2 separate regions of the Hordeum vulgare genome follow, and region 1 is linked to region 2. The links are chromatin contacts, called in public Hi-C maps. All regions are on one chromosome and are shown on one strand. The core of a region is the stretch at or near the end of the contact, and the rest is flanking DNA. Distances in the headings are between cores, read along the strand shown. Region 1 holds the start of LOC123442594 (ubinuclein-1). Region 2 holds the start of LOC123442546.

Region 1 (5,711 bases), core at 551-3,050, 300 kb after region 2:
CAGAAGATTCAGTACAAGGTACACGTCCATGCTCATCTGTGCAGATTAAATCCTGACTATACAAATTGTCTGGAGCAGGCCCATCAATTCCACGTTCAGACATAACCAAAGTTCTCAACTCATCATATCCAGGGGGTGTCTCCTCCTCTTGCTCATATACCACAGTAACACCTGGTTCCAGCTCAAGAACCATGAAACCATCCTTGATCTTCAAGAGGCTCAGAAATTCTGCATAAGATTCATCAACCTCTGAGGTGTTCTTCTTTAAAGATGATGTCCTTGGTAGAAAGGAATGACCCACATCATCGAAAGCCCTGCCTGATGTTTGATCTAGTCGCTTAACATTTGGACCACCCCGGCTTGTGTGTGGCAATTTATTGGGGACCTTTGTGCCGTCTCTGGCATTTGTGCCTCCATATGACATATCATCCTCTTCATACCTGACGAAAGCAGGCAAGCCATGGTCCCCATTTGGCATATGGAATAGATACGCACTTCCATCTTCAATTAGATTTTCCAAGAAAACCTTGTAAGACGGATCAATATCTGAAACATCTTTGCGAGCCAAACTGTCGAACACCTTGTTGTTGCCGCGTGCTGATCCATTCGCCATTTTCTGGTTCTTCATCTCGCCTATTGTCTGAAAAATTCAAGAAGCCTTATATTACACTACGTAGTATGCATCAACAGTCATCCTATCAGTAACTAACCATAAAATCCGGAGTAGAATGAGCAGGTGATTCATGCACACAACCGACACCGAAACATCATGGCAACTGCACGCTGCGTTCTAACAAAAATCCCAATGGCAGTGAACAAATTTAGTGAACCCCAATTCATCACCGGGTATCCTCGTGAAACGATGCCGCATTACGATTCTTGGACACTCTTCCTATTCCTACCATGGCAAGATAGAAGATGAGGTCAGAACTCTGACCATTTACACTGGACGAACACTTGGCATCGAGCATATACAGCACTGAAACGAATTTGTGCAGATGTGTCGCGCCTACAAAGCAGCGCACCAGAATCATACCTCCGCACTAAACAAGCTGCCACTGGAACTGCATGCGGCTAAAATCACCCTAGGATGAAAGATCCGAGTGGAAACCCGCAGAGATTGCTGACCCCTGCGCAACAAAACCCCATTCTGTAGATCGCAGAATAGCCGCAGGGCATGTATTGCAGGCAAGAACGGAGCGCATGCAGCACGGAGAGAAGAAACCGGTGAAGCGCAGGGAAGCCGACCAGCGGCCGAATCCCCGGTCGAACACTGTGGGCCTAGGCGTGGAAGATTTGGGGGACGAAGCTTACGCTTACCTGCGGGATGAAGAGGAGACCGGTGGGTTGGCCGCCTTTCCGATTCCCTTTCGATAATGGCGGCAAGGAGGGGGGGGCTACGGCCGAGGGAGTTTCTGAGGTGTTGTGGATTTAGGGCTCATCTTCGGCGGCAGCGTTCGCCGTGGAACCTGGGGGGAAAGCGAGAATCGTGAATGAACAGCAAAAGCGAACTGCGGCTGCGAACAGGCAGGGAAGAAGATGCTCCGCTCAGGAGGAGGAGGAGGAGAGGGCCGGCGCCTCGGATCGAATAGGCCGAGAGAAGGCCCAGAAAGGCAATTGAGCGGGCGCACGCTAATGGGCCGACGGGGGAGGGCCCGCAAACGGACAGACCATCGTGATCATAGTCCAGCCCGCGAGCGAGCGGAAACGGTAAACGTCGACGGCGACGGACGGCGAGAGGAGAGGAGGAGAGAGAGAGAGAGAGAGAGAGAGGGGTAGCAGCGCAGCAGAGAAAAGGAAAGTAAATCCACGGCCGTACCGTCCGTCCCGTCCAGCCGTTGTGGAGAGGAGACGAGCCTTTCCCCGGCCCCGGCCACGCCCGTCGTCCTCCTCACCCACCCACCTTACAAGCACCGGCACCATCCCGCGCGCCCCGCTCCGCCGCGCCGCGCCGCGCATCCCTCCCCCTCCCACCCCGCCGTCGCCGACCTGCCGCCCGCCTCCCGCGGCCCTATAACCCCTCCAGGCCCCCTCGATCCGATGCGCTAGCCCGCTGATCCGGGGCCCTAATCGCGCAATTCCCGCCGTCATGGACGACCCCGCGGCCGCCGCCCTGCCAGCCCCCGCGCTTCCCCCTCCCGCCGCGGTGCCGGCCGAGGCTGCGGCGAGGGCTCCTGCTGCTTCTCCTGTGCCGCCGCCGCCGCCTGCCGTGGTGGCCCCGCCGGCGGGGAGGCAGCTGTTCTCCGTGGAGCTCAGGCCCGGGGAGACCACCATTGTGTCGTGGAAGAAGCTGCTCAAGGAGGCCGGCCTGGGAGCCGCCCCGCCGCCCTCCCTGCCCGCCGCGGCTGCGGCGGTACAGCCGGTCGTCGCCCCCCTCGCGGGGCCGTCTGGTGCTGCGGTAGGTTGTCGTGCCCCCCTTGTAAGTGTCCTCGCTGTATACGCTTAAGGGTGCTGATCAGTCCTGCAAACCGAGGGATTTCAAGTGGGAGGGATGTAGAAATTGGGATTTTATTCGTGCAACTGTTGGAGACTAGCTAGATACGATACCTGCTGTATCCAGGTGAGGAGAAATGTAGACTTGTAGAGCGAGAGTAGAAGGAGTTTGCAACAGAGAAATTTAGTACAAACAGCAAAAGTCATGAGATGTAGTCGTATCATAAGGATACGGCATACATCAGGTGTTGTCGTGGAAGCCTTTGCAAGGAGGTAGGATTATGTCTGCTTCGCTTCTCCTCCGGAGCATCAAAACATATGCACCCTTCAACCAGATGTGCAGCAAAAAACTCAAGATAATTCAAAAAAGCTCTTCAGGATAACTGATGAAGTGGTTACTGTAAAATGAAATTGCTTACTTTTGATATGCACTATATACAAGAGACAAGCCGTTTTCCTAATTAATTTTTCTTCCTAGTAGTCCAGTATATGAAAAAATTTCATGTATTGATCCTTAACATTAACAATGACTGCTGCTGCACTTACCCGTTCACTGGATTAATCAGCCTATCTTGTGTTTATTTTCACATGTGATTGATAGATTAATTAGTTTTTTGTTGTTGCAAAACAGTTGGATTATTGTTGTATTTGATATTGAGGCTATCTCATCGTTTTTGAGTCAGGTACATCCAACAGAAAACGACCCAAATGATCCATCACAGTCAAATCGGTTCAATGCAGTTATTGAGAAAATTGAGCGCCTTTACATGGTAAGGGACATGTTGTTATGTCAAGAGAGGACATGCAATTTTTACTTAATATACACCATGTGCATAACGTCTTTGCCCCGTGTTCTCGTACTGCACTTTGACAGGGAAAACATAGTAGTGACGAAGAAGATCTGGATGATGTGCCTGATGATGATCAGTATGACACTGAAGATTCTTTCATTGATGACGCTGAATTGGTTAGTTCTTTCATTGCTTCAGACTACTTTCTTACCTGGATGCTAGCAATTTACCTGGATGATGCTGAATTGGTTATAAACATAAGGACTATAATAGAACCTTAGGGACAACCAATTCACCTGACCTTTTTCACCAATATCGAGAAAGATGTGCCAATTTCTATTCTTTCTTTACCTTAGGGACAACCACTTCACCTGACCTTTTTCACCAATATTGAGAATGATGCGTTCATTTCTATTCTTTCTTTCTTTCTTATTGCAAGAACAGTCAAATCCTACTGTACTGATGCCAGTTTGTTAGAATATACTGATGCAGTTTCTGTGCGGACATGTTTCCTGCTGCCATGTTAGACAGCAAGTTCAATTTTTTGTTGCTGTATTGTCAGACTTTTTGAGAATGTGAGGCTAATAGCAACTGTTGGATTGGCTATTACTTGCATTTATAGGATGAGTACTTTGAAGTTGACAATTTGGAAACCAAGCACACTGGATTTTTTGTGAACAAAGGGAAACTGGAACAAAGGTAATTCTTGTGATACTTAGTTGTTTTGCCACTATTGAGCTGCACAATTTTTATTTATAACAGGCATTGTGCTGGGTCTTACTTGTGCTAATTCTTCATAGCTGTATTAGGGTGGGTGATATACTAACTACCTCTGTCCCAAAAAACTCGTCTTAGATTTATCTAGATACTGATGTATCTAACACTAAAATGAGTCTAGATACATCCGTATCTGACAAATCTAAGACAAGCCTTTTGGGACGGAGGGAGTACTAAATAGCAACTCAAGCTTACGGCGTACATGCTTTATATATGTGCCGTTATATGAGATAAATAATGACATTACTTCAGCTTTGTTTTGCAGTGAGTATGGCTCAGTACAAAATGTTGGACCAGATGGCACAGTACAAAATGTTGGACCAAAGAAACGGAGAAGAAGAGACTCTTCAAATTCTTACCTCGAAAATAGCAAGGATCTTGCACCAGGCAGCATGCCTGTAAAAGTCCCTAAAAGGAATGCTCTTGAAATAGGAAAGCATATAGCAAGTAGCAACTTAAGTTCTTACAGCGAATATCACTCTGAAGGCAACAAACCTTTGGCGAATAAAAGTATTTCCCCTGCAAGAATGCAGAAAGTGAATGCCAGTGACAATGCAACTGGTGCCGAGTATGCATCACATCCGAAGTTACCAAGTAAGGGTGTTTCATTACCTTCTTCAGAAATAAAGGACTTGAACAAGCATAAAACTTCAGTGCCGCAGGCTGTTGATTTTGCTCGTAAGTCTACAACTAATGCCACAAACCCTTATCCAGCATACTTGGAGAAGGATACTGCAGTACAACTTGATCTCCAATTGAAAAAATCCTCTAATGTGGCGAAGCCAGATTTGCCAAAGAAAATGCACCGAAAAGAAAAATTTGGTGCCAATCAGTTTCCTGGCTTGACCACAGCCGACAACGTATATTCGACACAAACAACGGTATGAAACAGCGGAACTGGTGTGTGATTCAGTTATCTCTATGCACTTGTTGTTTTTATGATATTCTGTGCTACCTTTTCAGCACTTGGCTGCGAACAGGCGCATAGAAGGTTCAGGTATTAAGGCCAAGGGTACCAGACTCGAGCGAGCTATTCGTGACCTTGAAAATATTGTCGGTGAATGTGCGTACCTGATATACAAATTCTTATGTTCAATGTTATACTCCCTCCGTCCCAAAATAAGTGTCTCAAGCTTAGTACAACTTTGTACTAGAGCTAGTACAAAGTTAAGACAGTTATTTTGGGACGGAGGGAGTACTTACTTTGAAGCACTTCTGGAAGTAACTTTAGTGTTTGCTACTCAACATTCCTCCTCACAGACAAACCGCATACTCTTGATGTTCCGTTCATTGATCCAAATTGTCAAGGAGCGGTCAAAAGAAGACTGCCTCAAGAAATAAAACAAAAACTTGCCAAGGTCGCAAGGTTATCGGTATGTTCTGGCCATATTTTACATCAGAGTTAAATGCTTCTGGTTAGTCCCTCCTGTGCTGCTACTTAGGCCCTGTTTGGAACGTCTCCGGCTCCCAGCTTCTTCGGCTCCGCACATGGAGCAGGGCCGAACGCCACAGCTCCGAGAATCTGGCTTCATGGAGCAGAGCAGCCTCGCAGTGCAAAAATAAGAAGCTGTATGATCCTGGCTCCCAAAAATCCAAGGAGGCGAAGTTGGGCAATATTAGTCGATATGCCACCGCCAAGTGACCTTGGGGCAGCATACCGGTTCGCTGATATGTTCTGTCTTCTCGATACCTCTCCTCTCCCATACTATT
Region 2 (5,167 bases), core at 67-2,566:
CGTCCTACGCGTTCAAGTCTCCTATATGGACACTGGCCAAGGAATAAGCTGTGGGGGACGCAGCGAGGCGGCCGCCTTGCTGCACCGGGGGGCGCGGGGAGCCCTGTTGCTCCTGGGCGGCGCAGACGACGATGGTGGTGGCCGCTACGCTGGTGGGTCGATGACGGCCGTCCGTCACCGAGCGCTCGGGGCGCGCGCGGCAAGCGTTGGCCATGGGGTCGGTGAAGCTGGAGATGAAACTGAAGCTGGAGTACGGCTGCGCACCCCTACCTGGCGTGCCAAATGTCAGAATCGGGGCTCCGCAGACCCAGAAAGGTTCGAGCACTAGGGTGCGCTCGCTCTCTTGCTTTGTTCTGCCTCTCAACTTCACGATGACTCTCCGATGGCTCGAGCTAAGCCAGATGAACAAGAATACACGCGCAATTTACCTAGGTTCAGGCCACCTTGCGGTGTAAAAACCTACTCCTGCTTGTGTGGATTGCTTGTGGGAGAGAGAGAGAGAGTGTACAAGGTGGGTTGTTGCCCTAAAGGAGATGATGGATCCTTTCTACAGAGGCTGTGCCTCTCTTCTATACTCGCCTTGGTCCTCTTCCCCCGCAAAACACACACTAGGCAAAAAGGGTTGCCACAACGACCATTTTGAAAGGGGTCAAGCTGCAGCTTGCCCTGATAAAGATGGTCTTCGCGTGCTAAAGCTCTTCGCCATGATGCGTTGGTGCGCTCGGGGGTGACCTCCGTCTTGCCGAGCCCAAAGCCTTGGTCCTCTTGCACCAAATGAGAAGCTTTTGGGGGTTGCTTTGGGAGTCCGTCAGCTGGCCCCGCTAGCTTAGCACGAAAGTGGAAAGCCTCTCTCTCCGTGCCCGCTAGCACCGCTCCTGCGCTGCGTGCACAGCCTGCGTCACCCACGTGAAGATGCATGGTCACGAGACCGTGCCTGGTCGCCCTTGACGAGCCCGCTCCGCGAGGGCCTCGGGACGCGCCCTTATAACGAGCAGCCTCGTGCGGTCCTCGACAATGATCCTCCGGCGCTTGATCTTGCTTGCTGGGCCCGCCGCCAGGCTGAATCGGGCATGTGCAGTGCGTTGCGCTGGGGCCGCAGGCCGACGGGCCTGGACACCCCCGATTCCAAGGGCCCGAAAGTGGGGGTGCTTCTTCAACGAACTTGCACCCATTCGTCATCCTAAGATAGATAGTGAGGATTTTCTTCCCCGACATCGACAACCTCCTTCTTCATCTTCGGGACTACTTTTACTTATTTTCAAAATGGACTGACCTGAAATTCGAATAAGCTACCCTGTACATTTTTTTTAACAGTTGACGAATCTTGAGAGTCCGTTGGTTTGTAGGATTGGACGGCGCACCGTGTGGCAGCTCCTGCACGAACGGTCGAAATCAAGCTTCCTCGACCACAATCCGACCCCATCCAGGCATCCAGCCGCGGAATGAGACGGGACCCACGCGGCGTTTAGAAAAATCCGGAGCCGTGGTCGCGTCGGGAACCCGCTTCTCTCCTCCTCTCGGGCTCCGCTTCGCCTTCTCCGCAGCGCAGCCACTTCGGGATCGGGAAGCGGGAGGGGAAGGGAGAGGCAGGCGAGTCGCCGTACCCGGCCGCAGCTCCCCTCTCTCCGCCTACCCCTACCACCCCTCCCCTCGCCGCGCACGATGAGCTCCTCCTCCTCCGCCGCCGCCACCGCCCCGCCGCCGACGCCGTCCTCGCCTCCCGCCGACGAGGGACGGCCGAGGGAGGCGACGGAGGTGGACGACAGGGTAGCCTCCCACGTCGACCCGTTCCTCGTGGAGGCGCTCGACAACCCCCGCCACCGCCTCATGGGTACGTCTGCATCGCAACCTTATCTCTTTCGGCAATTCCCTATCTCTGTCGTCCTCGCGCAGCTAGGGTTACGCTGTCCTGCCTTTAATTCGTGATGACAGGATGTGTCGTTCGCGGTGGGTGCGTTTCGATGTGCGGTGTGATTTATGATTGGATTCGACGATTCGTGTTTAGCTTCTAGGGAGGGCTTCGTTTCCTGGTGTATGCCATAGCATCTGCCATCTGGTGTGGAATTGGGGGCTGGATTCTTCCCATGCTTGAGGTAGCTCGGAGATAGATGATGTAATTGATGCTCTGCAATTCGGGCTAAATCGAATCGAATTCCGCCAGTATGTCTATCTCATAGGCTAGAAGAGTGCTGGCTTGCGCTTCCTTGTTGCTACATACTACAATGTTGATTGTGCTGATGTTGTACTCTCCATGGGCTAGAGAACAATACTGACGCAGTTAGTAGTTTGCTCTGGTTGATATTGGTCAAGTATATGTGACTATTGCTGATAATAATGTGCAGATGCATGCTTATGTGATTCTAAACTTCTCTAGAAACGCCCTGTGCCTGCTATTCTAATTGTTATTTATCCCTGACATACCGCATTTCCACTTTTCTCTACCCAAATAGCAATTAGAGTTGCATTAGATATTATATTCTGAACTCCACAAGTGGCTGCTATTTCGGTAGCTCTAGACTCATGGTTTGGACCAGTATTCCTGTGTCTTGATAAACCAGCTGTATCCTGTTAGGTGTACAGACAATGATGAGATAGCCACTATTGCACAAGTCGCTGCTGTAATTAGGAAAATGATTCAGGGAGGGGGGCTGGTGATTAGTGATCTTCATCTGCAATTCTCAACATCTCAATGAGGTCATGGGGATGAGCTTCTTTCAATTGCAGGCTGCAGCTGATCTATCCTTTATCTGCGGCTGTTTTACAACTATATGTGCCTCATTTCCTTCCTTTTCAATTTATGTGGATGATAGAGTAGAACAAAATCCAGTATATGCAATTTAGGGCCAATTTAGCTCTCTTTATGCCTAGCATTTCCTGCCTTTTGTTTTCTATGTCCACTTCCTGTCCAAACTCGTCCTTTGCTGTGATTGGTGTGCACCTTTGCCCTCTGAGTTTTAGCAGAAATCTACAGTCCTGGATGGAGTACTCTCCTCTCCTGAGTGCCTCACTTATGGCTCTGCACATGCACAGCTTAGGGTGGTGTCTAAGTTTACATCTCCGTCAATGCTTTATACTGCATATAAGTTTTGTCCGCAGTCAAAGTATCTCTACTTTGACCAAATTTATAGAAAAAATTATCAACATTCAAAATGCCAAATCAATAATGTTAGATTCATTATGAAATTTAGTTTCATAGTGTATACATTTCATATTGTAGATGTTGATATTTATTAATATAAATTTTGTCAGACTTGACACAAATCTAATACGCGGAGTAAAAAGGACCGGAGGGAGTACATTAAAATCAAATAAAAAACTCTGTTACTGCGATAGCATCATATCTCTGTCCACAAGTATAGAAATCTACCTGAATTTGAGTATGTGATTTGTTTTAAGTTTTTTTTTTCAATTCATTCAGTTCTCTTACATTCTCTAGTGGTATTTGCAAAAACGACATGGTTCAACTTGCTGCATGAATTCTCACATGGGAAATACCTTAACATAGGTGCTGTAACCAGTGTATTGAAGTTGCCTGATTGTGTTTTATGGAGTCAGTTTGTAGATTGTAAGATTATTGCTGGTCATTACAATTTCTGTCCACTTTATTATGTATTTATTTCTACCAGTTAAGCTGCACTGTACTTTTATGTGTTCAGATATTCTGGCTTTTTTGTACATGTATTTATGTCATTGTCTACCTATTACCGTATAATCATTTTTGTTCTCCTCTACAACAGTTTTGCGGATGGAAATGGATATACAGAAATTTATGCAGAATCATCAACTGCATGAATTTGAATTCCAGCATTTTCCAACTTCCTACCTCCGCTGTGCTGCTCATCGTGTTGCACAACATTATGGTTTAGAGACTACAGTAGCAGATAGCTTAGTTGATGGTTCTAATAGCAGGATAGTTGCGAGAAAAACACCTGAAAGCAAATATCCAGCCATTGCTTTATCAGAAGTTCCCGTTAAACAAGCAAGAAATGATATTGAGGCAGCAGAGAAGCTTAAGTTTGTCATTTGTCAAAGGCCCAAAGCTTCCCAAAATGGTGCATATGGTGCTGGAACCAACAATGGTGCGGCCAAAACTGTTGAAGAGAGGATAGATGATTACAATAAGGCACGAGCGCGCATTTTCAATGGTTCCATTCCTGCAGATGTCGTAGGCCCAAGTGATTTTGGAGCTCTGTCCATTGCCAGAAATGAACCGGTGAATGTTGAGCCTTCTGTTGATGAGAACAAGGGCTGCACGTTCAATAGCCGTTCCAGGGTTGCTGTTTTTAAGGACGCTGAAAAAGATCGTAGTGATCCTGACTACGATCGTAACTACAAAAGGTCAGCATGTGCACCTATTAAATTTTGCTGCCACCATGGGGTCTTAATGTTGAGATTACAAACCATCAATGTGTTCTTCTGCAGGTATGTTAGGCCCCCCGTGCCTGATTATGGTGTGAGCCCAGGCGCCTTCAATTTTGCTGTGCCTCAGTTTATGCAGTATGGTGTCGGTTATATGCAGTCTCCTAGCATGCCGAGAAACCAACCTCCTGTGTACTTTGGTCAACCTGATTTATCGATGGGGTCTTCTGGAACTACTGTTTACCCACAATGGCCTACCCCAGCAATGATGTATCCCCATTGCTACGACAATCTTGGCCATGTGATTTCTCAGGTAAGCCAGTTATATGACTCTGCTGACCTTGCATATCATTGTTTCAGTATTTAAGGATAATATCCAGGTTAAGTTTTCTAAGTATGTGTTCTAATTATGCAAGGTAGCGAATTTTGTTTTGGGTTCTAAAATGCACTCCGTTCACAAATATAAGATCTTCTAACTTTTTTTTGCGAATCAGATGTAAACCGATATATTGCATGCTGTTAGCCCTTTACAGAACTTGGCTTAATATGGCTGGTAGCAGTTTGTTATGCTCATTGCATCCAAGCAGGGTGGGAATGTTTTATAACAGTGAGGTCTTCGCCGTCATGCCCAAGGCAGCACTGGTAGTGGCAGTAGTGGTTATGAGTTATGACCCCGTCCTGAACAAGGGTAGCTTGATAAAGCTTTTCCCTTGAAGCTTGAAAGGTTCTCAAGCAATCTGGCAAGAAATACCCCCCCCCCCCCTGTTCACAAATATAAGATGTTCTAAACTTTTTCAGAATCAGATAT

The links. Hi-C and Micro-C count contacts between places; a contact is called where the count stands out from the background.
Region 1: a Hi-C map of leaf shows a contact between it and region 2, with 4 times the contacts expected there. The contact joins the promoter of LOC123442594 here to the promoter of LOC123442546 in region 2. A contact is called at or near these places in 2 of 6 Hi-C or Micro-C datasets (leaf and seedling).

What each region holds. Positions count from the first base shown.
Region 1 is chr1H:427,275,017-427,280,727 of MorexV3_pseudomolecules_assembly, forward strand. LOC123442594 (ubinuclein-1) reads left to right here and starts at 1,801. Exons shown (of 13, transcript XM_045118686.1): 1 at 1,801-2,398; 2 at 3,117-3,203; 3 at 3,308-3,400; 4 at 3,847-3,923; 5 at 4,267-4,882; 6 at 4,965-5,064; 7 at 5,262-5,374. The coding sequence starts at 2,090. LOC123442611 reads right to left here and starts at 1,532. Exons shown (of 8, transcript XR_006630495.1): 1 at 1,321-1,532; 2 at 1,037-1,130; 3 at 711-898; 4 at 1-640.
Region 2 is chr1H:426,979,234-426,984,400 of MorexV3_pseudomolecules_assembly, forward strand. LOC123442546 reads left to right here and starts at 1,317. Exons shown (of 4, transcript XM_045118620.1): 1 at 1,317-1,831; 2 at 3,738-4,338; 3 at 4,423-4,672. The coding sequence starts at 1,663.